Linked DNA regions of Mus musculus: all the other regions are linked to region 3. Evidence: chromatin contacts called from public Hi-C data. All regions are on one chromosome and are shown on one strand. Each heading gives the region's core, a stretch centred on a gene start, on an enhancer-like site or on the middle of the called end of the contact. The rest is flanking DNA. Distances are from core to core; before and after follow the strand shown. Region 1 overlaps Mas1 (MAS1 oncogene). Region 2 overlaps Airn (antisense Igf2r RNA). Region 3 holds the start of Airn (antisense Igf2r RNA).

Region 1 (4,899 bases), core at 89-2,588, 100 kb after region 3:
GTGCTCCTAAACAGCCTGTAACTCCAATCTCAAGGGATCCAACACCCTATTCTGACCTTCAAGGACACCTGGCATATGGTGCACAAACATACATACAGGCAAAAATGGGAACAAATCACTCACACATACAAAATAGAATTAATAAATAGGGGCTAGAGAGATGGCTCAGTGGCTAAAAATGTATTGCTCTTACAGAAGACCCAGGTTCAATTCCCAGCACTTACCCAGTGGTTTACAAGCATCCCAATGGGGGAATCTGGTGCCATCTTCTGACCTCTGCAGATATAGGCATGCAGGCGGTGCACATACATGCATGCATGCATACATACATACATACATACATGCAGGCAAAACAGTCATCCAAATAATATTAAATAATTTTTTAAAGAAGCAAAAATAAACCGGAGAAATTTATTCTGATGCTCTATTTTATTTAACCTGATGAGTTCAAAATAGCATTTAATCATTTATCCAATATGAAATTAAAATTGAAAAAAAAGGATGTGTCTTCCACATGTAGCATCTACGCTAGCAGCTGTGCCATATCTCCTGTGCTCAACAGGACCAGGTGACCAATGGCCACCCTGTAGGAAATGATACACGTTTAACATCGAGCCACACTTCCTGTGTGGAGCGGGTGACTGGTGGCTACCCTGTAGTACACCTCAGGCTTCAAACGCTCACAAAACGAAATGTCTCATACAAAGATGGGTAGTCTAACTTCTTAGGAGCAGACTCAAACCAAATACTGGAAATGTGTAAAACCAGACCTAAGCTGTGTTCTTAGGAAAGGTGACAGGGGCATCCTGCTGTCTCAGACAAGGCTCAAGTTTCAAGTCCCTCCAGCCTCAAAGGCAATCAGCTCTTGGTTTCTTGCCAAGAGGGCTCTCCTATTTGATTGTAATCATGGGGTGCAAGGGGTCCCCACCACTGTGCCTGCCTGCCTCCCCTCTCCTTACTCCAGAGCCCTAAATTCACAGCCTGTTCCTCCTTACTCTGAAAATGTGTGTCCCACACTTTCATTTTATGTTCCAGGTCCCACCCACCCCACCACCCCAACCCCCCCGTTCAACTTTTCTCCCTTTCTCAAAAAAGCTTCTAACTAAATTCACAGAAAGAGTTGAGAAAGCGGTTTGAACACTTTGGGCCCAATTGCGTGTCTTTTTTAAAAAACTCAAACCCACCTTATTTAATTCTATAGTTAGAGATTTCTCTTTGTGGTGATGGAACAGGCTTTCTCCATTCTTTCAAGATTGAATTTTAAGTCATTGTACAGAGTGTTAAAAATAAGAACCACGGCGTAGTTTTGCCGGGGAGAAAGAACAGAATCTAATTCAGTTCTGTGAGTGGAATGAAGGAGAGCTTGCCAAAACCAGGCAAGCACACAGCAAAGTATAGCTTTACATGGTTTTAAGGGAGGCCTTATATCACTGGGGTTTGAAAGGTCAGCAGGAGTTCATTTGCTGAATAAGGGGGTGTCTTAGTCAGGGTTTCTATTCCTGCACAAACATCATGACCAAGAAGCAAGTTGGGGAGAAAAGGGTTTATTCGGCTTACACTTCCATACTGCTGTTCATCACTAAGGAAGTCAGGACTGAAACTCAAGCACGTCAGAAAGCAGGAGCTGATGCAGAAGCCATGAAGGGATGTTCTTTACTGGCTTGCTTCCCCTGGCTTACTCAGCCTGCTCTCTTATAGAACCCAAGACTGCCAGCCCAGAGATGGCACCACAAGGGGCCTTTCCCCCTTGATCACTAATTGAGAAAATGCCTTACAGTTGGATCTCATGGAGGCATTTCCCCAACTGAAGCTCCTTTCTCTGTGATAACTCCAGCTGTGTTAAGTTGACACAAAACTAGCCAGTACAAGGTGGGGGGAGGCATTTTAAGAAAAAAGAACACTGTGGACAGGAGCATTAAAACCAGGAGGTACAGAATGTCCCTACTAGCTGGACATAGTTTATGTCTGTAATCCTTACAGTCAGGAAGCTGAAGCAGGAAGATCATTACAAAGCCAAGACCAGCCTGGTCTACACAGTGAGCTCCAAGCTAGCCAGGACTATGTAGTAAGATCCTGTCTCAATCCCAGTACTACAAAATGAATGGTTTTGGCCAGCTGGGCATGGTGGTACACACACATTTAATCCCAGTGTTTGGGAGGCAGAGGCAGATGGACCTCTGCTTTCCCCCAGAGAAACAGCACTCCCTTCTGCCCAGGGCATCCTAGGGAATGAATACTGTTTTCTGAGTTAGGGTAAAATTCACAAACTGCACAGTCAGGCTAATTTTGATCGTGGGGTTAGAATGCAAATAGTTAAATTACAAAAACTAAGTATCACTAAAAACAACGAATATAATCCTTCCGTCGTGTTGTTAGAGTGAAATTTTACTTAAATGAACACATTGCTTTAAAAAAAAAATCACTTCCCAAATGTTAATCAAGAGGAATTTCCAGCTATCCAGTAGCAGTTTGGGAGTCCTGGGAACCAGCTGGCCCTCTGTACCCATCTCTCCAGTCCCTATCCTCCTCAGGCTCCTAGCTGTCTTGCACATCTGCTGTGAGCAGCTGGGGTATTTGACCATGCACAGCACGATGTGAGCAGAGCCAAAGTGGCGGCTCAGAATTTACTCTAGCCACACATTCCCAACAGCCCACAAACACCATCATTGAGCTCCCAGACGAGAGGCCTCACCTCCCTGGAGGGATGACTGACTGGTCTGGGGCCACTTCCTGTCTCCAGGTAGACCCAGCTCTGGGACAGCAGGCTCTTTGTCCAGACAAGCAAATCATCTCGTTATAGAGTAACTGGAGTCGCAGACTGCATGTTTACCTGGCTGGCAGGTCTTGGTGGGGAACACAGCGGTGGGAACCTCAATTGGGGACAGAGGGCTAGAGGCTTGGGGCAGTCTCGGTGGCATCGGTGGCATCGTTAGTCAGTTAGTCAGTGGCTCTGGCAGGATCACAGAGTTTCGCTCCCTCCTCCCTGTTCCTCATGGAAGCGCCTCCTAGGGAGAATGAAGTTTCCTGGAGCATCAGAGTGCAGACATTAAGGCTTTAACATCCGAAGACCCCTTCTTTGCTGCCTAACTATGGACACTCTCACCAATGTGAGAGGCTGGGAGGGAAGCCATCGTAGCCCTCGTCTAACAGGGAGGAAACGGAAGGAGTTATGCTAGAGCCTCTCTGCAAGGCACAACCTCACAGGGGCTCCACCACCCATGACTGCTTCACAGCAGCTGCCGGGCCCTGGGCAGCAGCATAGTGGAGCCTGAAAATGCTCACAGATCCTAATCAGGGAGTTGGCCAAGTCTCCTGACTGCCAGCCAACAGCTGAGCTTGTGTCCCACTCAACAGAGAGCAAAGTACTAGTTTAGCAGAGCCTCTCACTTCACAGACAAATGGAAGCTGGAGAGATTGGACAGTGGACCAACACTCACCACTAACACAGGGTCCAGCGAGCCAGAAACCCCGACCTAAGCCCTGCTGCCTCACCCCGCTGCAGGTCTCACCCCTTGCAGAAGTCTTCTTGTGCTTACATTTTGTCTTCTACTCTAGCCCTCCTATTTGACGACTTGAAGGCACCATGTTCCCTGATGGATGGGACTCATTGCCTTCTAAGACCTAAGATTGATTTCAAATTGTGATCTTGTCTGGGTGGGTCCAGGATTCCTGTGCCCTGTCTACATTGAAAGTCTGTCTTGATGTTCATATTAGTAATCACAGAGGAAGATTACTACAAGCTGGAAGACAGTATGACCTATGTAGAGAGTTCTAGGAACGTCATCAAGAAACGGAGTGGCCCTTGGGGACAGATTCTTCCATTCCTACCTGGGTAAAAGCCCCCCCCCTCCAAGCCATCCTAATGGGCTCCTCTGTAAGCTACTTAGCTATGATACAAAATGGGAGGATTTTAATTTATATCACCTTTTATTCCTATCATAAAACAATATGTTCTCATAGCAGAATATTTGGAAATTTCACACATAAGACAAGTACTCAAAACTAACCTTATTAAACACTCAGAATAGTCCCTTAGATTTTTTTCCAATGGCTCAAACACATTTTTGTTTGTTTGTTTGTTTGTTTTAAATTGGGATCAGTCTAGGATAAGGGTTGTTATCATACATTTTCTCATTTGATAACATATTATATTTCTTCCTATCGGGGTAGTCTCTAAAATGTATTTATTTTCTGCTAATCCTCCAACCTTGAACATACCAACTGCTTCTAATTTTTCATCATTATTTGAAATATATATATATATATATATATATATATATATAAATTTACAATCACATCCAGGTACTTACAATCAGATTCATAAAATGTGGGTGAGTGTACACAAACACATGCATCTTTACCAACCTCTCCATATTTATAACTTCCTCCTACGACAGTAAGGTACCTGGCTCCCATCATTCACCATTCACATGTGTGCAAACAACCTGCTAAGAAGCCCTCCTCTATGACTGAGCAGCCCACACTGCCACTGTGCCCTGCTTTGGAACAATTTTCTCATTTAGCAGGGGTTCCTTGTCCCCTTTACCTCCCACACAGACAGACGCCCTCCTGCCTTGTCTGCTGCGGACATCCTCTGCTAGGGCCCCATTCCTCCATGCCCCCACCCCTCTGCTGGGCTGCCTTCCCTGCTCAGGCAGACACCACTCACCTTGAGAAGTAGCTGAAAGACGATGCTTAGTAAAACACACCCATCTGTAGGAATTAAAACAACAGTAGGCAGTTTGTACATTCACACCTGAGTGTAAAAGGTTTGGTTTTTGTTTTCTTCAAAATTAGTAGAGGTTCTATTATGTCCTTAAACTGTCACAAATTGTTCTGAGAATCTGGGATTTTTTTCCTTTTTCTGGCATTGGGTAGCTCTCTGATATTATGCATCCC
Region 2 (4,341 bases), core at 1,041-3,540, 69 kb after region 3:
GATGCAGCATCCCCTAGGGCTATTTGAAACAGTTTGTGCTGGATTTTAGCTATCACAAACCTTGCTCAACTCTTATCACAAAGATCAGAAGGGAAGCCCTCCCCAACCCCCCCCTCCCCCCGCGGATGAGTTGAGGAATTACTGTAATTGGTGCCAAAGGGACAAAGCTGGAATTGACCCTTCATTTAGTACAAATGTGATGTGACTGGTACACACACACACACACACACACACCCCTCCAGCTACATAAGGCTCTTGGTAAGCTGTCTAGGATAAACCCTCAATGCACCACCAACACCCTCCCATTCCCAATAGTAGGGCCTACCTAAAGCCTTCTCGTGAGCATGTACTTTCTCTCTCTCTCTCTCTGTCTCTCTGTCTCCCTCCCTCCCTCTCTCTCTCTCTCTTTCTCTCTCTCTCTCTCTCTCTCTCTCTCTCTCTCTCTCTCTCTCTGTTCCTCTCTGTCTCTCTGTCTCTCTATTTCTCTCTCTCTCTCAAGTCAAGGCTAGCCTCAAATTCCTGATCGTCTTACCTCGACCTTCCAAGTGACTTGGGTAGTCTCTGCTTGTCTATGTTCGCAGTGTAGGCTAAGGAAACAGAGCAGAAACATGAATCCATGAGGTGCCACTGGCAACTGGCACTGGCTGCTACTGTAGAGGGAACGCAGCCACCATCATGAAGAAGCCTGGCCTGGGGAGGCCTGGGGGAGATGGTCACAGTCAGGATCATAGGCTCAGCAGCCCATGTGAAGTCCAGAGGCAGCAGGCAGGATTGTCCTCCCAAACATCTCATAGCATCCCACAATAGCAAGACTTAAAATTCATAGAGCAGAAATGCTCAGCACCTTCCCCGTGCTGGGATTCCAGGTTTGCCGCCACTGTTCCACCCTCTGACTCATGAGTCTAGCTACTAGGGGAATTCAGGTAAATAGAATCATATGATGTTTGTCCTTTTACAATCCCCTCATTCCATCCAGGATTGCTTCAGAGGTCATTGCTGGCCAAGCATGGATCAGGACTCTTGTCTCCTCAAAGGCTGACTCTGTATGTATATTAGAAGTTGCGGCTTGCATTCCCTGATACACATATGGACCATGTCTTGCTCATCTGTCCCTCTCTGACAGGCACCTGTTCTAGAAATGAGGATGCTAGCTCACAACGTGGACACATGAGGGTCTCTTTGAGTCTGTTGGTCTGTTAGGGAATGGGACTAGAAAAATGACTGGATCCCATGGTACCCTAGATTTAACTTTTGGGGGACCTTCCAGGATGCTTTTCACGGTGACTCTATTCGTTCCTATTGCTATTGCTAGCTGAGCCCTTGTTGTACCTGGACAAGCAAGGGTGACAGGGAGTTCATCTGGAATGTAAGGCCCTCGGCTCATTGCATTGATAACTGTTAGTGTTGAGACTTTTCCTAATTTAGGGTCCTCCTCTTTCCCTTTACGGTTGTTTTGTAATGAGCCCTGTGTGATGGTCCTCCACATCTCCCCTGTTGTTTATGCCTGTCTGCCAGGCCAAATATGGTTTTAGCCATTTAGAGCCGGCCTACTTTACAAAGCTCACAAACTATGCCAAACATCTCCTAACCCTATGTATATAAGACAAACGCTGTTCTGTAAAAGCTGTATAGTCTGGCTTCTCCAGAGAAATAAATCCAAAAGAATATATAAACATGTGTACATATTATAGACATACAGACATATGTGTGTACTAATATAGTGTATATACACTAATAAAGCACATAGTATGTGTATATAATAGATACAATCATATATACATGCATGCATATTAACTGCATGGCATAGTTATGGAGGCTGAGAATTCCCAAGATGTGCACTTGGCGCACAGGACGCTGGAGACCGGCAGAGCCCTGCAGCAGAAGGCCACTGTCCCAGCTCAAAGAGTCAGGCAGTCCCCAAGTTCTCTCTTTAAGTCTTTCTTATTGGGGCCTGCAGCAGACTGAATGGGGCCTGACTACTTCAGAGATAACATATTGCCCAGCTCAGCCTGCAGACTCGTGATTTCACCCAGCAATCTCCTCAAACGGTACAGATTAATTTTTAGCTAAATGCTTGAGCTGCCTAAGTCAGTCCAGTGGATTTGTCAAGTCAGTCTCCACAGGTTCCCACGTGCCCTGATCCTTTGAAATGCTCTAGTCTAGAGCCTTCCCACGACAAACTTAGTCTCCTATTCTCCTTCTGTGGAGGAGTTGGCTTGTCCTCTCCGGGTAGCCTTCCTGATTACAGTCTCTGGACGTCCTTTGTTAGGAGCAGATCTTTAGCCAGCCCTGCCACAGCACCGCCTTGAAACGTATGCAGCAATAGTGCCCCCTTGTGGTATAACCTCTCCCTGCATCAGCCACGAAAATTTTTTTAATTGGTTATTTACATTTCAAATGTTCTTCCTCTTCCCAGTTTCCCCTCCACAAGCCCCCATTCCATCCCCCTTTCCAACTCAACCACCCAATTCTGCCTCACCGCCCTAGCATCCCCCTACACTGGGTCACCAAACCTCCATAGGACCAAGGGCCTCCCCTCCCATTGATGCCTCTACTACATATGAAGCTGGAGTGTACTCTTTGGTTGGTGGTTTAGTCCCTGAGAGATCTTGGGGGGTGGGGGTGGGGGGCGGGGTCTGGTTTGTTGATATTGTTGTTCTTTCTATGAGGTTGCAATCTCCTTAAGCTCCTTAAAGTCACTTCCCCTAACTCATCCATTGCCCCCACAACCCATGCTCAGTCTTATGGCTGGCTTCGAGCATCCCCATCTGTATTGGTCAGGCACTGGCAAAGCCTCTCAGGGGACAGCTATACCAGGCTCCTGTCACCAAGCACTTCTTCAGCCACCAAATCTTGAACCACCACCCAGGATAGTCCAAAACCAGAAGACTGCTTTTCACCCTTCTTGTTCCAGCCATGTGCTTGGGAAAATGCCTCATATCACCTTGACTTCTGCACCAAGTCCATTCCCAAGCCCCTTGGATTTCTATCCATGTCCAGGGTATTGTGGGTCAACTATGGGTGAAAGGGGGAAGAGTGGAGGTAAAAACAATGTCTGCATTCTTCTGAATGCAAAATTCACTGCACTCCCATTGACAATAACCACATCTTTAAAAAGATTTGGGCTAGGGAGCTAGAAAGGCGACTCAGCAGTTAAGAGCTTGTACTGCTGTCAGAGGGCCACGCTCTGGTCTCGGCATTGAAGCAGGGCAGATCAGAACCACCTATAATTCCAGTTCCAGGTGATCTGACACCCATACCTCAAGCACCCATACACACACAAACACATACACGTGCCCACACATGCACAAACACATACACATGCCCACACATGCACAAACACATAGGATTTTTAAACTCGAAAATAAATATGTTCAAGTTGTGTTTTGTTTTGTTGGGCCTCAGGGCCCTGGCTTGTTGGTGTGCTTAGCACAAAGCATATAAGCCTGCTATAAAAATTAGACTCTTAGCCAATATTGCAGTATTCGTGTTTAGCACAGTGCATGGCATATAGAACATGCTTGATGAAGGTTTGAGCTAATTTAAATAGGTATGGTAAATAATATTAGACTGACTACATCATGTGGAGGATATATTTTTTTCTCCAGCAGGCCCCGTGATTGCAATTACGTGTTATGGAAAACCCTCGATTATATTTATTATTGTTTCCTTTTAAGCAAGACTATAATGCTCTGGTTTCAGCAATGCTTTCAAAGAGAGAGAGAGAGAGAGGCAAAATTGCTTCCCAACTAAATGATTAAGATCTCTAAATTTAAACAGTGACATTCCCCCTCCAGTCACTATTTGGTAAGAAGCCGAATTTGCCTGTTGCCAAAACACAATGTAAATTAATAAAAAGTTTAAAAAAATGTACTTTAAAAATATTTTAAACAATTCTTTTTGATTCCGGAAAAAGAAAAAATGCAACTGCCTTTGTAATCTTTCATTTGTCTTATTATTTTGTAATTAATATGTATATTTGGAAATGCTTTTCCTTCAGAAAAAGATGTTAGAGAGAGGGTTAATGCTCTTCATAAGATGACAGGCAGAACCTGTCAAAGGCTATTTACAGCTTGCACCAGAGAGCTGAAGAATAATTTATTGGCTTATTAAGTTCTGCCTATTCCCCAAAGCCAACAAAACTCCAAACCCTCAAATTCTGAAATGCCAGAGCCCTCTGATTAAATGTCTTGATAGCCGCCGTCTGTCTGAGGCTATCATCTGTGGAGTGTGTTTGCTTTTGCCAAATGCAATCTGCCCCCATACTCTGGGTGGTTGGGATTTACTTGTGGTTCAAAGATATCTAGCATCAAAGGGCCTCCTGGAAGGATGCACCCAAGC
Region 3 (4,335 bases), core at 1,692-4,191:
CACGCACTCCAGGACCCCGGCCCATAGCGTGCTGCCACCCACACTACATCAATTAATCTACTCTAGAAACCCTGACACATACCCATAAGGTTTATTTCCATGGTAATTCTAGATCTATCAAGTAAACCATCATGATTTAATCATACCATGAAGGCAGAAAGATTACAATTCTGAGGTCATTCTTAGCCACATACCAAGTCTGGGGCTACCTAGGTTACATGAGACTCTGACAATGAAAACTGGAAGAAAGGGGCTGGAGAGATGGCTCAGTGGTTAAGAGCACTGACTGCTCTTCCTAAGGTCCTGATTTCAAATCCCAGCAACCATATGATGGCTCACAACCATCTGTAACAAGATCTGACGCCCTCTTCTGGGGTGTCTGAAGAAAGCTACAGTGTACTTACATATAATAAATAAATTTTATAAAAAAGAAAAGAAAAGAAACTGGCAGAGAACGAATCATCCAAGTGAGATGTTTCATGGGTAGGGAGCAGGTACAGAGGAAGATGAAGCAGTCAGGTTCCTGAGGGCCCAAGGGGTGCAGGGCAAACCCTAAAGCCAAAACAGACTGCGCTGTGCTGTGCTGTGTGCACCAGAAGCTGGCCTAGACGTTTTTAACAATTAAATCTCGTGGTACCTCTGTGCAAATGGAACCTCACATCCACAGAAACAAACTCTCACCTCAAGAGACTGTAATAAGTCATTTAAATCTTTCCATCGCAAAGTCACAACCTTCTTTGTAAGAGGTTGTTTTAATTTTCTATCTTTTTTTCTTTTATTGAAAAATAGATTTTTATTTTCAGGACACATTCTGATTATGGTTTCCCTCTCTCACCTCCTCCCCAGCAGAATCCACACCCTGACTTTCAAGCTCTCCAGAGTAGATTTCATGACCAAATAGTCTCAAACCCCATTACCTCCTTATCAGCTTTAAATATGTCTTTCTTGCAGGCTGCAGTAGTCCTCCATTCAAAGTAATGCACACAGTCTGTGGCAGTTACAAATTCAGGAGTTCCCTATTAAAAAAAAAAAAAAAAAAAGAATGTTAACACACCACTCAGTAATACAAGTTTGTTTTTAAACCTGAAACATTGTAAAATCTCCTGAAAATAAGGGTGCAACAAGAGGAAACATAACTGCCTTACTTCAACAAGTTCACCAAGAATATCCGCCCAAACAGAAAAGTAAGTTGGGAGATGAGAGTCTCCAGACATCCTGTCTAACTGACTGCCCAGCTGCCCCAATTCCACAAGCAGAGTAAACTCATGGGAAATTATCCTTCGCCTTCTTCTCAAGAGCCAAATGGTCTCTGAACCAAAAAACAGCAAAATCAGGGCCAGAAAGTATGACTTCATCCATCCTGTAAGGAGGTCCCCGAGGAGCCCACGAGCAGCAGAGCCTGGGCAGAGGCACCAGATCCCACCCCAGACAGCCCCTTCTGGCAACCAGACCAGTTAACTCTAGTTAACCCCTGCAGAGCAACAGTTAACTTCTACCTTCCCCAGCCCATGAGAAAGACCAAGGTGTTCACCTCCAAGTCCTGTTTCTCCTACAGTAAACACCAAGCTCTTAAGAACAATCAACAGAAGTAAATCAGCAGCTAGCTTGCTCTGCAACATGACCTCCATGGTTCATGCTGCCACAAACAGACTTTAAGATCTCAATTTGCACAATAGTGTGGTTATAGGTTGGTCTAAAATTAACATTCATCCTAACTCAAGTTTCACTCCAATTCTCACCATCTTTAAGACACATTTAGTTGGTGGTTCTGGGTGGTAGTGACGTGATGTGAATATAAATTGGGGGGAGGGGGAAATTGACCATTTAGTCCTCCAGGATCAGAATTCCTGTAACAAGAACACCAGAAGGGGAAAATGTTCTTAACAAAGAGCTTGAAGAGGGCCCCACTCACCAGGGTCTTCCCACACAGAAATGTAATGCTAGTCTGGATTCTGTGCTGTGAATCTGAAGGCTGGCAGCCCATAGTGGTGTTGAATTCCAGGAGTGATCTGGCTGAACTTCTCAAAAGTGAGTCACCTGTTTGGAGAGGATAAGAATGAACACACAATGAACAAACATAAAAGCACGTAGGCTCTTTTCTCACAGATAAGCACTAGGCAAGCCAGGAATGTTAAACACGCAGGGTTGTCTCTTCAAAGGGAGAGTAGATAACCTGTTTCCAGCCCAGGAGGCTGGGGGCAGGGGTGGTTAATAGCCTGGTGACCTCTGTGCTATTTCTGTAAGGCCAGGCCACAGCAGCTGCCCCAGACCCCTCCCATGAGCCTGCTTCCCCCAGACTCCTCCCATGAGCCTACTTCCTTAATCTATAGAATCTATCTATACAGAAGACTCACTTGAACCTCACAAAAGAATCAATGTAGTCATAAGTAAAGATTTATTGAACACATGGGATGGAGTTAATTAAAACCAGAGAACTTTTTTTTAATTGTGCTTTGCTTAAATGTGCCTAAAATAAACTGTAAGTCTCAAATTTTGAACCAATACTGGCAACTGAGTTGTGTGGAAGAGAACTGCCTGTTTATGTCCTGTAAAACTATGCTTTTGGTGGCTTGGTGGTCAGGAAAACCTTCACAGGAGTGGCACTGCATACTCTGCATCCAAGCAATGGAAAGACTAAGAGAAGTGTATCTCTCTCGGGGTTCAAGACAAGCAAGGACTACTCAATTAGACAACAGCTTTTAAAAAGAAGAAGAAGAAACATAACCGTAATATCTGTTATTCAAGTCTGCTTGAAATATCTGGTCTCTCTGGTGTTCCTCTAAATCTTTCTGACCTGCTCAGCAGGCAATTTATAGAAACACTTCCAGGACTGTAAGGCCATCTAAAACACAGGCTCCAGGCTGGAGCAAGAGGAGGAGCCAAAGCCTGGTGAGGTTGGGCTGAGCAGGGGGGATTAAGTGACACAGTTGGGGCGGAACTTAATAATCTCCACCCCCTGCCGAGGCTTCAACATTATATCTATCCCTCCTTGCTCTAGCGGGCAGCAAGAAGCACAGCACCGCCAGTTACCACGCAGACATCCTGGGGAACTGAGGTAAGCTAGGGTTCCCCGCGTGAAGCGCGGCAATGCGAGGGGAGGATTCTGCAGATGAGGGTAGGATTCCGTTGCAAGGGGAGGATTCCACGCGTTAGAGGATTCCGCAAAGGAAGGGTTCCACAGGAGGGAAGGGCTCTACGCGAGGTGAGGGTTCCACTGATCCGGCAGCTCGAGGGCTCCGACCAAGAGTTCCAGGCCGCTCAAAGGTTCCCCTACGCGAGATTCAGCGCTAGGGTGAAGATTTCTGGGCTACAAGAAAACTCAGCACTAGGGTGCCCCACTGCTCACCAGTGTTCTGAACTACACGAGGGCCGATAGGGCCGGTAGAAAGCCGAAAGCCGCGCTGCCGCCATGCCGCGTCAGCAAGAGGAGAAGGGAGGGGGGCGTCCAGCGCGGGCCGACTGCTGCACTGGGGGGGGGGGGGGTTTACGGGCGATCTAGAGCACGAGGGTGCCACGCTGCGCAAGGGGAGCAGGGGTTCGCGCTAGGGCACCACGCTGCTGGAGAGTTGGGGGGGGGGGTGGAGATCGGAGGATTTCTACACGACCTGATCCGCGGTTTGCGGGGCAGGGGGAAGGTTCGGTGGGTTCCGCGGCACTGCGCGAGCCAGGGTGCTGGCGTGTGCGCTGCCCCCCCCCCCCCCCCCCGTTCAGAGGATTTTAGCACAACTCCAATTGTGCTGCGATTCTGGTTGTGCCGAGTTGCGAGAGAGGCTAAGGGTGAAAAGCTGCACAAGGAGGGGATTCGGAGGGTTTAGAGGGTTCCGCGGCACTGCGCCGCAGTGCTGCCCGAGGGTTCGGAGCAATTCCGGTTGTGCCGTGATCCTTGGTTGTGCTGAGTTGCGGTGAGGGAAAGGGAAGGGAAAGCTCAGAGGGTTCCGAGCTATCCTGAGGGTGCGAAGCTGCACAAGGGCAGGGTTCCGAGGGTTCCGCGGCACTGCGTGAGCCCCGGTGCCGCGCTGCCCAAAGGTTCGGAGGGTTTTAATGCGATTCCGGTTGGGCTGTGATTCTGGTTATGCCAAGTTGCGCGAGGGGAGGGGAAGAGACGGCTCGGAGGATTCCGAGGTATCCTGAGGGTGCAAACTGCACAAGGGGAGGATTCGAAGGGTTCTGTGATCAGGGCCAACGCTCAAAAGTGCCATGTTACAGGAGAGATGAACTCAAAAGTGCCACGTTGCAAGAGAGGCAAGCTCAAAAGTGCCGCGTTGCAGGAGACGGAGGGAAGGGCAGGGTTTGGCGCTATCCTGGCTATGCATGAGGGTGCCACACTCCTGCGCA

The links. A called contact is a pair of places that touch in the nucleus more often than the background predicts.
Region 1: a Hi-C map of cortical neurons shows a contact between it and region 3, with 1.5 times the contacts expected there. The contact joins the enhancer-like site here to the promoter of Airn in region 3. A contact is called at or near these places in 3 of 484 Hi-C or Micro-C datasets (cortical neurons and muscle stem cells) and 3 of 9 other capture datasets (adipose tissue, liver and pancreatic islet).
Region 2: a contact with region 3 is called in a Hi-C map of Th1 cells, with 2.9 times the contacts expected there. The contact joins the enhancer-like site here to the promoter of Airn in region 3. A contact is called at or near these places in 3 of 39 promoter capture datasets (the 3T3-L1 cell line, frontonasal cranial neural crest and maxillary cranial neural crest), 2 of 15 datasets of contacts at CTCF or cohesin (CD8 T cells and the NIH/3T3 cell line), 38 of 484 Hi-C or Micro-C datasets (the C2C12 cell line, CD4 T cells, CD8 T cells and 23 more), 16 of 115 datasets of contacts at active chromatin or transcription factors (CD8 T cells, T-cell acute lymphoblastic leukemia, a beta-TC-6 cell line and 12 more) and 3 of 9 other capture datasets (adipose tissue, liver and pancreatic islet).

What each region holds. Positions count from the first base shown.
Region 1 is chr17:12,843,408-12,848,306 of GRCm38.p6, forward strand. It overlaps Mas1 (MAS1 oncogene), which reads right to left. Exons shown (of 9, transcript NM_008552.5): 7 at 4,670-4,713; 8 at 2,831-3,005. All of the region lies in intron 1 of Airn (antisense Igf2r RNA), which reads left to right. Among named protein-coding and RNA genes, the nearest start is that of Mas1, 22 kb to the right of the region's middle. Within about 2 kb of position 1,339, at least 6 of the 459 cell types and tissues checked have an H3K27ac peak or open chromatin away from gene starts, as enhancers often do. A contact at or near this core is called in cortical neurons, where this site is marked.
Region 2 is chr17:12,808,336-12,812,676 of GRCm38.p6, forward strand. The region is part of intron 1 of Airn (antisense Igf2r RNA); the gene reads left to right. Among named protein-coding and RNA genes, the nearest start is that of Igf2r, 41 kb to the left of the region's middle. Within about 2 kb of position 2,291, at least 125 of the 459 cell types and tissues checked have an H3K27ac peak or open chromatin away from gene starts, as enhancers often do. A contact at or near this core is called in CD8 T cells, the MNK3 cell line, Th1 cells and 14 more, where this site is marked.
Region 3 is chr17:12,738,370-12,742,704 of GRCm38.p6, forward strand. Airn (antisense Igf2r RNA) reads left to right here and starts at 2,942. Exons shown (of 3, transcript NR_027773.1): 1 at 2,942-3,055. Igf2r (insulin-like growth factor 2 receptor) reads right to left here. Exons shown (of 48, transcript NM_010515.2): 3 at 1,913-2,037; 4 at 918-1,016.